Linked DNA regions of Mus musculus: regions 1, 2, 4 and 5 are each linked to region 3. A link is a contact called in public HiCAR-type and promoter capture Hi-C data. All regions are on one chromosome and are shown on one strand. Each heading gives the region's core, a stretch centred on a gene start, on an enhancer-like site or on the middle of the called end of the contact. The rest is flanking DNA. Distances are from core to core; before and after follow the strand shown.

Region 1 (2,700 bases), core at 13-2,512, 1.0 Mb after region 3:
CCTAGAAAAATCTGCTAAGAAAACTCAAAGCTGGCTGAATATATGGCAGCTCTGAGTCGTACTTCTCAAACTTTTGTTCCAGCATAAAGATATAAACCGTAGTTCGAAATTTTCTCCTGACCACCATCTAGGTTTACCACCACTTAAGACTTGGCATCACTATCAAAAAGCGCATTTATGCCGGAGATTTACTACTAACCCTGTAAGAAGAGCCCTTTACTTACGTGTCAGAAACATACAACAAAGTAGCCACTGAGGTCTCTCTATCCTAAAACACATCAGAACATGTTTGAACGTAAGCCTCATTCCAGAAACAGAACATACACTGCATGTGCTTGTATGTGTGTGTACAGGTATCTGTGTCCATTCATTTGTGTGCAGATACGCCTATGTGTGTGTGTGGGGGGGGGGGTGCAACTGCACATGGAAATGCTCACACGGAAGCCAGAGGTCAAGTTATGGTGTTACTCCTCAGTAGCTGTACATCTTTGGGGGGCAAGAGGAGTCTCTCGCTGAGACCTGAGGTTTGCTAAGTGACTTAAGTAGATGACCAGTGGTCCCCAGCTCCCTGCAGCCTCCATCTCCCCAGCCTTGCGACTGTAATATACCACTGTCCCTGGCTTTTCGTTATCTTCACAAGGGTTCTGAGATCTGAACTCGGCTCTTCACATTTACACGTCACAAGCACTTTACCAACTGAGCTCTACCCGCAGGACCAGCATCTGACTTCTGGACAATCTAATAAAATAGCTCACACTTCAGAATCTGGCATGCAATTGAAGAGTCCGCAGTAGAAGCGTAAGTGAAATAAGAGAAGTGCTACACACTGGCTGAGTAACACAACATTGACCATGCTAGCACATCCCTGGACAAACAGAGAGCGCTGGATGCGTCTGTATCTGGAGTTTCCTTCAGGAAAAAGAAAGAAAAGAAAACGTTTCTTCAGGCAACAGTCTTACCCATTTCTTTAAAGGCTAATAAGACAATAATGCTTTTTCTATTTAAATCTAAGAGAAATATCTTCCCGATCCAATCTGTCATAATCTTTATATTATATCATATCAGAGTTTCTACAGCCTGTCATATTCACCTTTAAGAATTGTGTATATTGTTTATATAAATGAAGAATATAAATGAAAGTGGGGCTTAGGAAAATAAATGAAAACAATAGGAAAAAATTTAGATCATTTTATATTCTGTCAAAGACATAAACTTCATAGGCTGGTAACAAATATGATGATATTTCTTTAAAATTCATATCCGAGATTATATAATGTTCTGATTCAACTTGGAAAATGGTCTCATAGGCATAGTATAAGAGCATTCAGAACAGATTAACTTTTGAATTAAAATGCAAGCAAGGTAAAATAAAATTCTAACTTGAGCTGGTCTTCAAATTAAATATAAATCCCACAATATTAATAATAATAGGGAAAGACTTTTTAATTCATTTATAATAGTAAAATTATTCGTATAAAATTAAACATCTCTGATTCAAAAAACTGAACGTTCTTACATAAGAGAGCTGATTTTTGGCTTAAAATCCTGCACAAGAGTGCCCTCTACTGGAATAAAAGAGGAAAGGAAACTTGCATCGAACTCAGAAGGGTAACAGCTAAAAATACTCTGCGTTCCAGCTCCATCGCTAATGTGTAAAATACACTCATGAATGATAGGAAACTCAGAACATGTTTTCCTTTTATTTCATAATTCCCTAATTACTTGTGCAATGACGCATAGCACCAAAATGAACAAGCCCAACATTTTGGAGCGTCTAAAACTAAATCACATTCAGACTGGTGGCTCATCACATTGCTAGAAATATAAACAACAAACAAGAATGTTTTTCTACATTTAAAGCTTTGATACAGTACGAAAATAACTTTGCAAGTCCAAACTGGTGTCAGAACATAATTTGAATTCTCTTTCATTGTCAAGCAAAACCTTCCTGGTAAGAAGAAAGTTTCTACCCCTTCCTGATACACATACTGATGTACCAACCCCCAGAGACAGTAGAGCACAGGACTCTGGGAGGTGTCCAGGTGATGAGCGCATAGCTGTCAGGGGTGGGTTAATGCCCACAAGCAAAGCCAGCTGACAGCTGGCTTTTTCCCTCTGTCCCCAGTCATGTGGGGAAACAATGTGACTCTAAAGACGGTCACTCCCAAACCAGGAGGTGGTCTCTTAGCAGATGCCTGCTTTGCCTGCAGCCTCCAGGAATATGAGAAATGTTTGCCTTCAAGCTACACAAGGTACAGTAAATTGTTTAAGAGTCAAAACTAGTCTATTCCCTAGTTCTAGAACTTAAACACAAATGATTATGCTAGATAACTGAAGAAGTAAGCTACAAGATGTATGAGATGTATGAGATTTGTTCAGAGAGAGAGAGAGAGGGAGAGAGAGAGAGAGAGAGAGAGAGAGAGAGAGAAAGAAAGAAAGAAAGAAAACTTAAAATTGTATGACGTTACTAGGACCTAAAGTTCTACTCTCATTTTAGACCTAAATTAGCTTGTAAAGGTCCTGGCAGGATTTCTGTCACTAGATCAACTGTGTGCCTGGTTAGAATACTGTATGGGGGTTCTTTAAAGATATAAATAAATAAATAAATAAATAAATAAATAAATAAATAAAACAGTGCTTAGAACAATTTTTTTTTCCAAACGGGGTCTGGATATCTAGCCATGGCTGGCCTCAAGTTTG
Region 2 (2,700 bases), core at 188-2,687, 1.4 Mb after region 3:
ATGAACCAATTGGATGGCCTCAACAACAAAAAACCACTTTCATTGTTACTGCCAGACTAAATGGTGGCATACTCTAAATCAGGTCATAAATTTAAGAAGGGAGGGCATCTCTACTTCATAATGAACAGATACAAATTACCATTCAAAACCAAACTTCCGGCCTCTGACAGCCTGCTCCCCCAGCAGCCACCTCCAACGCAGTTCACGGCAATCCCATCTTGTCAGTGGCCTCCATTACCACTCTCAAGACAACTCTTAATCCATATCTTGTCTGACAGTCAATGGGGCTCTGCCTCCCAGGTACACCTAGAGACTGACCCTCCGCAACTCCACGGCATCTATCTACCCTGGTAACATTTTCATTCACCTGCATAGTTAGCTGTCTCCACTGCCTTTCACGTCTTCTCTGTCCTGTTGCTCACACAGCTGACAGTGATCCTTTGCTTTAAAAAAAAAAACAACAAAAAAAACCTCTAGTGATTTTTTCCAACCTCGATTCAGTGTAAAAGCCAGTCACTACCAGTTTCCACATTGATATTGGATATGAGGAAACTTGGTCCCAGTAAATACAGAAATAAAGCCCGAAACTAGGGGCTGAAGAGATGGCTCAGTGGTTAAGAGCATCTGCTGCTCTTCCAGAGGACCTAGGTTTAGTCCAGGACTCACAGGAAAGACAGAAATTCCTGGTGGGTAACAGGTTGTAGATGAAGGCTACAAGAGACCCTGTCTTCTACAGAGCCTGTGCTGGCCTCTAATGACCTTGAACTCCCTGAGTTCCCTTCTCTATATGACACACACTAGGACTGTAGGCATGTCCTGCCAGGTCTCCCCATCTCAAATGTGGCACCCTAGATAGCCCTCAGGACCCTGTGCACATTAGTCAAGCACTCTAGATCTGAAATTGGAGAGTCCACATCCTTTGTCCCCAAAGGTCTTTAAAAAAAAAAAGATTTATTAATTTATTTTATGTATATATGAATACACTGTGGCTGTACAGATGGTTTTAAGCCATCATGTGGTTGCGGGGACTTGATCTCAGGACCTCTGCTCACTGGGGCCCCGCTCGCTCACTCCAGCCCTGCTCACTCTGGCTCAAAGATTTATTTGTTATTATATGTAAGTACACTGTAGCTGTCTTTAGACACACAGAAGAGGGTGTCAGATCTCATTACAGATGGTAGTGATCCACCATGTGGTTGCTAGGATTTGAACTCAGGGCCTCTGGAAGAGCAGTCAGTGCTCTTAACCACTGAGCCATCTCTCCAGCCCCCGAAGGACTTTTCTTTGTACTTTAACACGATCTGGATGTTTTTGTTGTCAGGTGGGGATCAAACCCAGGGTTTCAAGCAGGCCAAACAAGCCCCTCACCACTGAGGTGCACTCTCCCCAGCGTGGCCTGTGTTTTCTTCCCTGCTCCACTCTATTTCACCTCACTGGAGGCCTCAACATATTTCAAAATAACAAGCAAGCTACCACCATCAGAGCTGTTTGCATTGGCTCCCACCACCACTTTCAGGTCTTGTGAAATACATTCCAGTTGAACATTCCTGACCGCCAACAATCAGGACTAACTACGAACCCCATTCCTATCTTCCAACCGCCTTTCTGTTACTTTTTAAAGTGCAGTTAATACCCTGTTACATGTTTGATTGTTTACTATTTATTAATTACCTTTATCCTCTGATTAAAATGTAACACCATGAGTGTGGGGGCTTCTATCGTGTTTTCTCATTGCTATGTTCTCAGTAGTACAAAGCAGGCATCCAGTAACTTATTTGTTAAAAAAAAAAAAAAAAAAAAAAAAAAAAAAAAAACCTAGTACAGCTAATGTCAACATATTTTGGTTTGTTTTTTGTTTTTTGTTTTTCAAGACAGGGTTTCTCTGTATAGCCCTGGCTGTCCTGGAACTCACTCTGTAGACCAGGCTCGCCTCGAACTCTGAAATCCCCCTGTCTCTGCTTCCCAAGTGCTGGGATTAAAGGCCTGTGCCACCATGCCCCGTGATCAACATACATGTATTACTAGGGATTATATTAAAATGAAAAAGCAAAATTACTTTTAAATAATCTCAAATCTTATAAAAGTAAATTCATTTGTAATCTAAAAAGTAACCAGGTTTTCTCTCAGTTGCCTAGTTTAAGTAAACCAACTCACAAATTTCATACAGCAATGTAGTTTAGAAATAAGCTAAAACCCCTATTTATGCTTCCTAGAACAGAACAGGATCAACTAAAATCATCCTTGCATCTGTAATGATCAATATGTAGTGTGTGTGTATGTGTGTGTCTCTCTCTCTCTGTGTCTGTGTGCACACGCTCATGATCTGAAATGTACACATCCCTACAAACTGTCAAGCTTTATTACAAAATGTGGGCCTGAGGTCCAGGCTCAAGCCTGAATTTATAGCACTTGGAAGCTGGAGGCAGGAAGATCAAGAGCCCCAGACAAGGGCTGATGAGATGGTCCAGTGAGTAAGAATGCCTGCCACCAAACCCATGACCTGAGTTCCGTTCCCAGGACCTACATGGAAGGAAGCGATCCAACTCCCAAGTTATCCTCTGCCTTTCCACATGCACACCACAGCATGCATGTATCCTACACACACAGTGAATACTTAATATTAGTTCCAAGCAAAGCTTTGCTAAACAGCAAGACCTTGACTCAAAACAAAACAAAAACAACAAAAAAGCATGTGAAAAC
Region 3 (2,700 bases), core at 93-2,592:
ATATGGCTAATTTAAACCTCTTCAGTTTTTTATGAAAAATGTTTTATAAATTTCATCTTTAAAGGTTTTTTAAAAAATGGTGGTGGTGGTGGTGGTGGTGGTGGTGGTGGTCTGTGTGTGTGTGTGTGTGTGTGCATGAGTGCAGGTGCCTATAGAGGCCAGAAGATGGTGTCAGATCCCCTGGAGCTAGAATCAAGGTGGGTACTAGGAATCAAGTACCAGACCTCTGAAAGATGTTTTGTAAACATTTTTTTTTTTTTTACATCTTCTTGATGTTTCATAAACTCTAAAAGTATTTCTTCTATCCAGGACCAATTACATAATTTGAAGGACCTAGGGCAAAATGAATGAAAATGTCTTTTGTTTGTAAATGTTAAGAATTTTTAAAGGACACAGCAGAGCACTGACTGCAGAGGTAGACTTAGTATAACTACAATAGTCAATACAGGAGCCAGCTCTAGTGGTGTCTTGGGTTAGATAAAAAGGCTTAATAAAGATGAGATAAACGTCCCAGGAAAATGTTAAACGCAAGAATTACAACAGGTTTGATTGCTTCTAAACTCTCCCTCGTGGAACTTGGCCCCCGCTTGTTGACATCAGAGTGATGATGATCTTGTAAATGTCTGAAGTACACACAGTCCTGTCTTACACGCACACAGTTCATCGGTTACTTTCATGTCAGCGCATGCCTGTGCCTCCAGGAACGAAGCCTTGACTGACTGTTCTCAGGGGCCATGGACATTCTGTGAGGCAGAAGCAGTTTTATGTATTGTATGAGTTCTTCCTGTATATCCTTTCCACCAGAACTTGGTGGAAAATTTAGACATGCCTATGTCAAAAGTCAGTGTGATGGAATTTTTTTCTGAAAAGTCCGATGATGGCAGGAATTCCGATCAAAGATCTTGTAGTGATATCCTAGCTTCCATACCTGAATAACGTATCACTTAAGCATTCATGTCTTTAAAAGTTTATGCCCGCAATCACTTAAAGACATGTAAAAATTCCTGGCGCCAAGGAGAAAACACCGGAAGGTGAAGGGACAGAGTGAGTAGGTCACCTGCCCGTCCAAGGCCAAGACTACACTTTAAAAAAAAAAGGGGAGTGGGGGAGGAGGGCGCTTTGGATCTGCGCCTGCGCAGTAGGAATCCTCCTGCGCACTAGCAGGGCCGGAAGGGCTGGGGTTGGACGTGGGCGGGGATAGGGTTGCTAGGAGGACGCGATGACGTCCAGGTTCTGCGCTCCTCTCCGCAAATGAGAGGCGCGTGGCGCAGTGACGCTCTGCGTGCGTCACGGTGACGCCGCGCGAAGGGCACGGATCTTCGGGCCGGGAGGACATTCGGCCTCTGTGAGCCGCAACCTTGCCCAGCGAGCGGTTGGGTGTTCGCCATCTTAGGCAAGTGAGCGCGACCGGGCCTCGCCGCGGCGCGGAGCCTTGAGTCCCTTGTGGCCGCCGCCTTGGCCGTGGGCCCGGCCGGGCTTGGCGTCCCTGGGGAAGAAGCTGTGACCTCCTCAAGGGCGCAGAGCCGGGCATGTCTCGCGGGGCTCCGGTGACATTGCCCGGCGCCGGGTCTCTCTCACCTCCGCCCTCTGTCTCCCCCGCAGGAGGATGTTCTCGTCCGTAGCGCACCTGGCGCGGGCGAACCCCTTCAACGCGCCACACCTGCAGCTGGTGCACGATGGCCTGTCGGGTCCCCGCAGTCCCCCAGCTCCGCCCCGGCGTTCCCGCCACCTGGCCGCCGCCGCCGTGGAAGGTGAGGTCGCACCCTGCCCTGTGGGAGCGCTGGTTACATGCTGCCCCCCTGCTCTGCCTCCCGAGTCCTGGGCAGGAACTGGAGGTCGGGGAAGGACGCTTCAGCCCTGGACCCGAGGACCGGTCTCTCGCTGACCCTGGGATGGCAACTCTGACACCCTAGGCCGCTGTCGGATCCTTGGCCCTCCCTCAAGGGCGTGGAAGGGCCCAGGCCCAGCGCCACTCAGTGACCTCCGTGTCCCGAAGGGAGTAGAGGCAGAGAGGTGGTAACCAACTTCTTTATCTTCCCCCGTGAGCCCGCTTGGTCAGCCAAGTATACTGGGTAAAATCTCTTTTTAACCACTAGCCAGACACAGTTGCAACTCCATAACGTTTATTTGACTTGCCTTTTTAAAAATTACCTGGAAAACTCTCCTTTGATCTCCTTTCCCAAGTTTTATCTTTTCATTTAATTGTATATGAGGTAATGGGGTTGGGAATCTCTTCCTTTTGTGCTACTGGTTGGTGAAGGAGGTGACTTGCAGATTATATGAGGTGTGCATTCCTTTGAGTTTATGTTTTTGGGATTTGAGCTGGGTGACTCAATAACTGTATGTTTTAAATCCTAGTGGAACATAAGTACAAGAGAAACCCGAAAGCTGAATTATAGGCCTCAAGAGAAACGTTACCTACATTGTGTGTGTAAAACAGAAGTCCCCACCCACACCCCAGTCATTCATGTGCTTCATGCGTCTTAAACGTGATTAGAAAACTCCTTTTCACTATCTCCTATCGTTTTCCTCTGATTTCAAAAGCTAAAGCAAATCTTTGTATGTTTTTGACTGCAGGAACTAGGTATGACTTACTTAGTTCATAAGTGAGTAGTTGGTTAATAGCTGGAGCAAACGTTAAAGTTAGCAAGCTTTGCACATGTTAAGTGCTCTTTTTGATTTTGGGCTGTCCTTGGAGGG
Region 4 (2,844 bases), core at 220-2,719, 1.4 Mb after region 3:
AGTATCCTCAGAAAGAGCAACAGTGCTCTTAGCAGTGAAGCCATTTCTCTAGATCCCTAAAATAAAATCCTTTAAAAATTATTTTACCCTGTGTGCCAGACAGAACAAGAAACCTGAACTTCTATGCTTGGTACTACAAACAATAATGATAATAATAAACTACAAACCTATTTTTCAATACTTTTAGAGATATTTCTGAAACCTGAAAACAATTCCTTCTCCCAAACAAAAATTTCTAATTTTACCGAGCTACTCTTCAAAAAGTAATTGCTGAGCTGGGTGGCGGTGCCACAGGCCTTTAATCCCAGCACCTGGGAAGCAGAGGCAGGAGGATCTCCAGGTTCGAGGCCAGCCTGGTCTACAGACTGAGTTCCAGGACAGCCAGGGCTACGCAGAGAAACCCTGTCTCAGGGGAAAGGGGGTGGTGGGGTGGTAGAGGGGTCTGCAAGAGGACTCAGCAGGTAAGGCACTTACCACAGCCTTGTGACCTGAGCTCAATGCCTGGATCCTCCAAAAGTGGTGAGAGAACTCACAGCACTGTCCTCTGATGTTCACACACACACAGTGGCATGAGTGTGCCTCTTAACCATGCATACACAATAATTATAATAAAGAAATGCTTTTAAAGCCCGGTGATTGTGGAGAACTGGAATGTTACAATTGGGAGCCAAACCAGCTTGGGCTCTCTAAGTCCCCTAAATATTCCCTCACTGCCCAGCTGTTTCACTTAACACCCCTAACTATTAAGTAAGTCCACCAGAATGTACAGAGACCATCTGATTTTACCAACCCGGAGACTAAGCATATCAGACAACATCTGGGGCCTACAGAAGAGACTTTGTCCACTTTGCTGTAATCCCCCTACTGAGTTCCCACCAATGTATCTGATGTGTCTTGATTTATGATGTTCTTTGCTGTTTTACCATAAAGGCTTCATGAACTGTTACCACACTGGAACATGGTATTTGAGGTACACTAAATCTATGTTCCTGGGCCATGGTCCTGACAGCTGTGTTTTCTGTGCCAGCACTAGGAAAGTCAAAGTTCAGGGAGACCAAAATCACCAATCACTGTCATAAAGATGCTATACTTCAAGTTAAGAATTTAACACAACCTCAAGAACCGCCACAAACCAATGAATAATCACTTCGGAAGAAAGCCTGCTTGCTGTACACATAAGCACATCTCATCCCGTAGAGCAGCTTTGCCAGACTGACCAACACAGCTACTCCTGAGAACAATCTTCTTCCCATCTCCTCCAGCCCAAAGCCCCAGAATGCCTAGCTCTTCCTCCACCAACCAAATTCCTACTTCCCTCTTATGGTCTAGTATTGTAGTCTGGACGATGGATGTTCCCCCAAAGAGCCCTGTGCATAAAGGATTGCTTGGTTCCCAAGATAGTATGATACTGTGACAGTAAAGAGGTGAGACCTAAGCCAGGTGGTGGCGGCACACGCCTTTAATCCCGGCATGCAGGAGGCAGCGGCAGCTGGATCTGAGTTTGAGGACAGCCTGGTCTACGGAGAGAGGTTCAAGGCAGGCAGGGCTACACACACACACACACACACACACACACACACACATACACACACACACACACAGAGAGAGAGAGAGAGAGAGAGAGAGAGAGAGAGAGAGAGAGAAAATAGGAATCTCTCTCCCCCCCCCACCTCCTCTTAACCTTCCCTCACACCTCCCTCCCCCTTCTTCCCTTTCCACTCCCCTAACTCCCCCAACCCCAGCAAATGTCACAATGGATAGCTAAAAACAGGAAAAACCCTGGGCTTTCATTTTGCATCTGCTCTCTTCCAAATCTCAGCTGAGATTCCTGCTCAAATCTGCACACAGGCAAGTTAATCATTTAAGAAGCGTCTGCATAGAAACTGGTAATTCAAGGTTGGTTAGCCCTAAATATACCTATTCTATCTCAGCTCCCTTCCGGACTAAAGGCACCAAGATAAAAGTGAAGTATTTTCAAGATTTGCAAGGACATTCAAAGGTCAGTTTTTACATCAGGTTCTGCGTGTCCTGCAGCAGCATCTAGAAAGTTCTGGTCTTTGTCACGAACTTGCAGTCACCTTAGATAGAATTCAGGAAGAGATTCTCTGGCGAGAATGCCTCTCTCCCCCTATTCCTATCCCCACCACCCAACCCTGACAAAATGGAGGTGAGGGATAACTACTCTCTACTGAGTCTTCTAGAACCTGGAAAATCCAGAACTGAAACTGAGATAAGGACAATTGGATCACAGCGTGACAGACTCCTTACTTAATGCTCCCCCTCACCCCTGAGCTAATTCTTCCTGCTGTAGATCTTTATCCAATGGCCGCACTGATCCTGTTCCTGCCCCACCTTCCCACTACTATTTCCTCCGTAACTCCCAGAGGGTGATGATGGTTGAGTCAGTCCTCTGTCCTATGACTCCTGTGACAGGTTCTTAGGTCCTTTGGGATGTCAGGACTCCGGCCTCTTTAGCTTGTTCTCACTCCCACTCGCTCCTGCTCCTGGCTCAAGATATCACCACTTGTTTGCTCCCAATACATTCTCCTGCCATTGCTCTCTCCCATTTGCCACCTGGTGATACAGCCAAGGATCAATCTAGAGCCACTTGGACCTTGAGCCTTCAAAACTGTGAGCTAAACACTTGCTAAGTAGCCTGTGTCAGATACTCTGACAGACTGGCGACTAATCTATGCAGGTCAAACGGAACTAAGAAATACTCTCTGATGTCTCCAAGTAGACAAACATTCTTTTCTGTGTGTTTCCAGACTCTTTACACAATGGCTGCTGATTATCAGCTACACTTCTGAAGTGCTTTATAGACTTCATTTTGGCTTATAACTT
Region 5 (2,700 bases), core at 108-2,607, 1.3 Mb after region 3:
TAAGTGTAATTATTTTTATTTTTTATAAAAAGTAATACAAAATATTTTTAAGCAAGAAAACCACTCCAGCTTTTAATTTTTTTTACAAGTATCATTAAGTTGCCATTAAGAGATGTTTTAAGATAGAGTTATGTATGATGATAGATGCCTCCAAAAATACACAAGACACACTGAACAATCACGACTTGAGAACTAAAGAGCTTTCCTTGAATTTCATTGAGTGCTCTTCAGGCTTCCTGCCTCCTAAGAGATTTCATTTGTTCAATTCAACTTTTAATAGTTTCTCAAACATGCAGACAAACCCTGCTCTCTCTAGCTCTCTCTAGTATGGTGAATAAAGACTTTGACTTTTTTTAATGTCACCTTAGAAAGAACCTTTGAGAACTAATATTCGTCTCACCTGCAACATGTTAACATTAAAAGGCCTCTGCTGTATTTATTCCACACACGCTTTCCCAAGCCGGATGTTTCCCTCAGCTGTGTCTGGGAAACTGAAAGTAAACTAAAGCTGCCCAACCTGCCTCATCAAGTTTTACACACTCCTGATTGACATCTCAGAAGGTTCCCTGGCTTTGTTTTTGTGGGATCGTTACCCACTGCTGATGCTTTCTGCCCAAGAAGGAAGCAGCAATCCAGGGAGTCGGTGGCTTTCGCAGGATAACTGCAAGCATCCAACAAGCTTCTCATTTAAATAGCCAAATAGTAGGGGGTGGGCTTTCACAGCTGCAAACACAAACAGTACCAGGCATGCCGATTTCCTTCTAGCAACACCAGTACATGTACAAGTTCTGCACCACGGTTTAGAGAAAAGTAGCTGATTGACGCATTGATGGAAAAGCTATTTTAAAATTACTCCAAGAGTCTAAAGCATCGGTCTAACTGGGAGGCTCTTGCCTCCTCTTCACACACACGGTCTGTTTTCCTGTCTAATTTAAGAATGAATCGCTGACACCTCCAGGTGCAATATACCCTGAGGAGAGAACGTACCCATCACAATGCTAACGAGGGGTGTGCATACCACCACCACCACCCCGAGCCCGCAGTGAGTGCCAGTTCTTACCTTAGCAGATTAGACAGGGGCAGAGGTCCGGATCCACCACCCAGGATCCCTCCTTTCCTGCCAGATAGGAGTTTCTCCACCAGAGCCACATTGCCAGTACGAGCAGCTTCCAGCAGCTCCTGGTCCTTCCCCATAGTCTCTCACCGAGTCCGCTACAGAGTCCTTTCCCTGCTCCAGGTCCACTCCCCAAAAGCCAGGGCCCTCCCCGCCCCACCCTATAAGGATGCCCGGGCTTATTCCCTGCAGCCCCGCGCAGGGAGCAGCACGCCGTCCTCCTTCTCTCCGCGCAGCTTCTACAATGGGGAGCAGCCTGTGTTTGGGCAGAGGGGCTGGCCAAGCGGCGACGCGCCCCCACAGCCACTCCCCTGCATTCCCGAGGCCTCCTTCCCGCGGGTGGGGTGCGAGCGGGTGGGGACCGGGCCCGGGCGCTGCCGAGGAACGGAAGGAGGATGCTGAGCTCAGAGAACGCCGAGCCCTGAGCAGGATGCTCCGGCGCTGACAGGAGGATGCTGAGCAGCGGGGAGGATGCTCCGGCACTGAGGAGCTCAAGGAGCGCTCTGAGGCTGATGAGGAGGGAGCGAGTCGAGCGCGTCCTCCCCAGAGCTAGAGGGTATCGAACCACGGCAGCGGAGGCCCGTGCGTACAAACGCCCAGCCTGGATCCACCTGGGTTCCGCGCCCGGCGGGCTCGGGGCTTACACGGGGACGACGGCCGCGGCCCGCGGCTGGGGTGGCTGCGGCCCGCGCCGAGGCTGGGCTGTGCGGACGAGCCGCGGCGGGTGCGTGCGGAGGGCGGCGGCGGCGGCGGCGGCTCGGAGGCTCGGCGCGCGGGGGGCGTGTGCGCGCGGCAGGTGCGGCCCGGGGCCGACCGTGGGGCGGGCGGGGGGTTGGGGGGGGGGTGCAGTTCTGTGCCAGTGGGCGGGGTCCTCCTTGCTCCCTCCTCCGTGCTCCCTCCGCTCTCCTCCCTCCTTCCCCGCTCTTTGCTCCCTCTCCCTCCTCTCTCTTCTCCCCCCACCCCCCACCCCGCTTCTGCTCCCTTCTCCCGTCTCTGAAGAGGTTTAACTGTGTGAGTACTGGAGATCACCCCGCTAGCTGCTGAGGCGCCTTCTCTGCCTGAAGCCCAGAGTCAGTAACCAGACTTGGGGAAAATCTTCCACTAGGAGGTGATGGAGAACGAGGTGCTGAGAAGAGGCGCTTTTGCTGCAGTTTCTGTCCCAGTCCGGGGGACTTGAAGGATATTTCATCCTCTTGCTTTACCTCTCTGGTGAGAGTCTGAGATGTCCGTCCTTGGAAGAAGCTGAAGAGGTTTGGTTTATCCTAGTTTCTGAACCACTGAATGCCTTGTGACTTTTGCAGGTTTTTTAGGGTCTTTAATCAGCCTGAATTTTACTCGGGCTTTGGAGAGCTGCTGACTTGTGCAAATACCAGAAAAAGGGTTCTCATTGGAAATTCTTCCACATCCACCCTAGGAAAAATATAAATGGGCATGGATGAGAGAGCTGCTTTGATTTGCATATATCATCAGCAGTTCATTGTGTATGACTGCCTTGATTTTGTTGGATGTTTTCCTTGCTCGTGGCAGAGAACGCATGCTTATTTTCTTTTGAAACTTCCTGTGACAGCTTGTGGTCAGTTGATAGG

What was found. Promoter capture Hi-C pulls out the DNA fragments that hold promoters and counts their contacts. HiCAR-type assays count read pairs that join an accessible place to other places.
Region 1: a promoter capture Hi-C map of hippocampal neurons shows a contact between it and region 3, with 6 times the contacts expected there. The contact joins the enhancer-like site here to the promoter of Slc25a3 in region 3. A contact is called at or near these places in 4 of 39 promoter capture datasets (the 3T3-L1 cell line, hippocampal neurons, liver and 1 more) and 2 of 115 datasets of contacts at active chromatin or transcription factors (embryonic limb bud and forebrain).
Region 2: a promoter capture Hi-C map of liver shows a contact between it and region 3, with 3 times the contacts expected there. The contact joins the enhancer-like site here to the promoter of Slc25a3 in region 3. A contact is called at or near these places in 7 of 39 promoter capture datasets (cranial neural crest, embryonic stem cells, hippocampal neurons and 3 more), 2 of 484 Hi-C or Micro-C datasets (B cells and CD4 T cells), 6 of 115 datasets of contacts at active chromatin or transcription factors (the NIH/3T3 cell line, astrocytes, embryonic forebrain and 3 more) and 2 of 9 other capture datasets (adipose tissue and liver).
Region 4: a promoter capture Hi-C map of liver shows a contact between it and region 3, with 2.6 times the contacts expected there. The contact joins the enhancer-like site here to the promoter of Slc25a3 in region 3. A contact is called at or near these places in 3 of 39 promoter capture datasets (cranial neural crest, hippocampal neurons and liver).
Region 5: a HiCAR-type map of astrocytes shows a contact between it and region 3, with 3 times the contacts expected there. The contact joins the promoter of Anks1b here to the promoter of Slc25a3 in region 3. A contact is called at or near these places in 1 of 39 promoter capture datasets (hippocampal neurons) and 1 of 115 datasets of contacts at active chromatin or transcription factors (astrocytes).

The regions. Positions count from the first base shown.
Region 1 is chr10:90,080,718-90,083,417 of GRCm38.p6, reverse strand. The region is part of intron 8 of Anks1b (ankyrin repeat and sterile alpha motif domain containing 1B); the gene reads right to left. Among named protein-coding and RNA genes, the nearest start is that of Anks1b, 210 kb to the right of the region's middle. Within about 2 kb of position 1,262, at least 11 of the 459 cell types and tissues checked have an H3K27ac peak or open chromatin away from gene starts, as enhancers often do. A contact at or near this core is called in forebrain and hippocampal neurons, where this site is marked.
Region 2 is chr10:89,750,063-89,752,762 of GRCm38.p6, reverse strand. All of the region lies in intron 1 of Uhrf1bp1l (UHRF1 (ICBP90) binding protein 1-like), which reads right to left. Among named protein-coding and RNA genes, the nearest start is that of Uhrf1bp1l, 6.4 kb to the right of the region's middle. Within about 2 kb of position 1,437, at least 15 of the 459 cell types and tissues checked have an H3K27ac peak or open chromatin away from gene starts, as enhancers often do. A contact at or near this core is called in adipose tissue and liver, where this site is marked.
Region 3 is chr10:91,122,609-91,125,308 of GRCm38.p6, reverse strand. It overlaps Slc25a3 (solute carrier family 25 (mitochondrial carrier, phosphate carrier), member 3), which reads left to right and starts at 1,342. Exons shown (of 8, transcript NM_133668.4): 1 at 1,342-1,393; 2 at 1,603-1,751. The coding sequence starts at 1,607.
Region 4 is chr10:89,768,341-89,771,184 of GRCm38.p6, reverse strand. The region is part of intron 1 of Uhrf1bp1l (UHRF1 (ICBP90) binding protein 1-like); the gene reads right to left. Among named protein-coding and RNA genes, the nearest start is that of Uhrf1bp1l, 25 kb to the right of the region's middle. Within about 2 kb of position 1,469, at least 25 of the 459 cell types and tissues checked have an H3K27ac peak or open chromatin away from gene starts, as enhancers often do. A contact at or near this core is called in liver, where this site is marked.
Region 5 is chr10:89,872,166-89,874,865 of GRCm38.p6, reverse strand. It overlaps Anks1b (ankyrin repeat and sterile alpha motif domain containing 1B), which reads right to left and starts at 1,357. Exons shown (of 27, transcript NM_001359241.1): 1 at 1,061-1,357. The coding sequence starts at 1,194.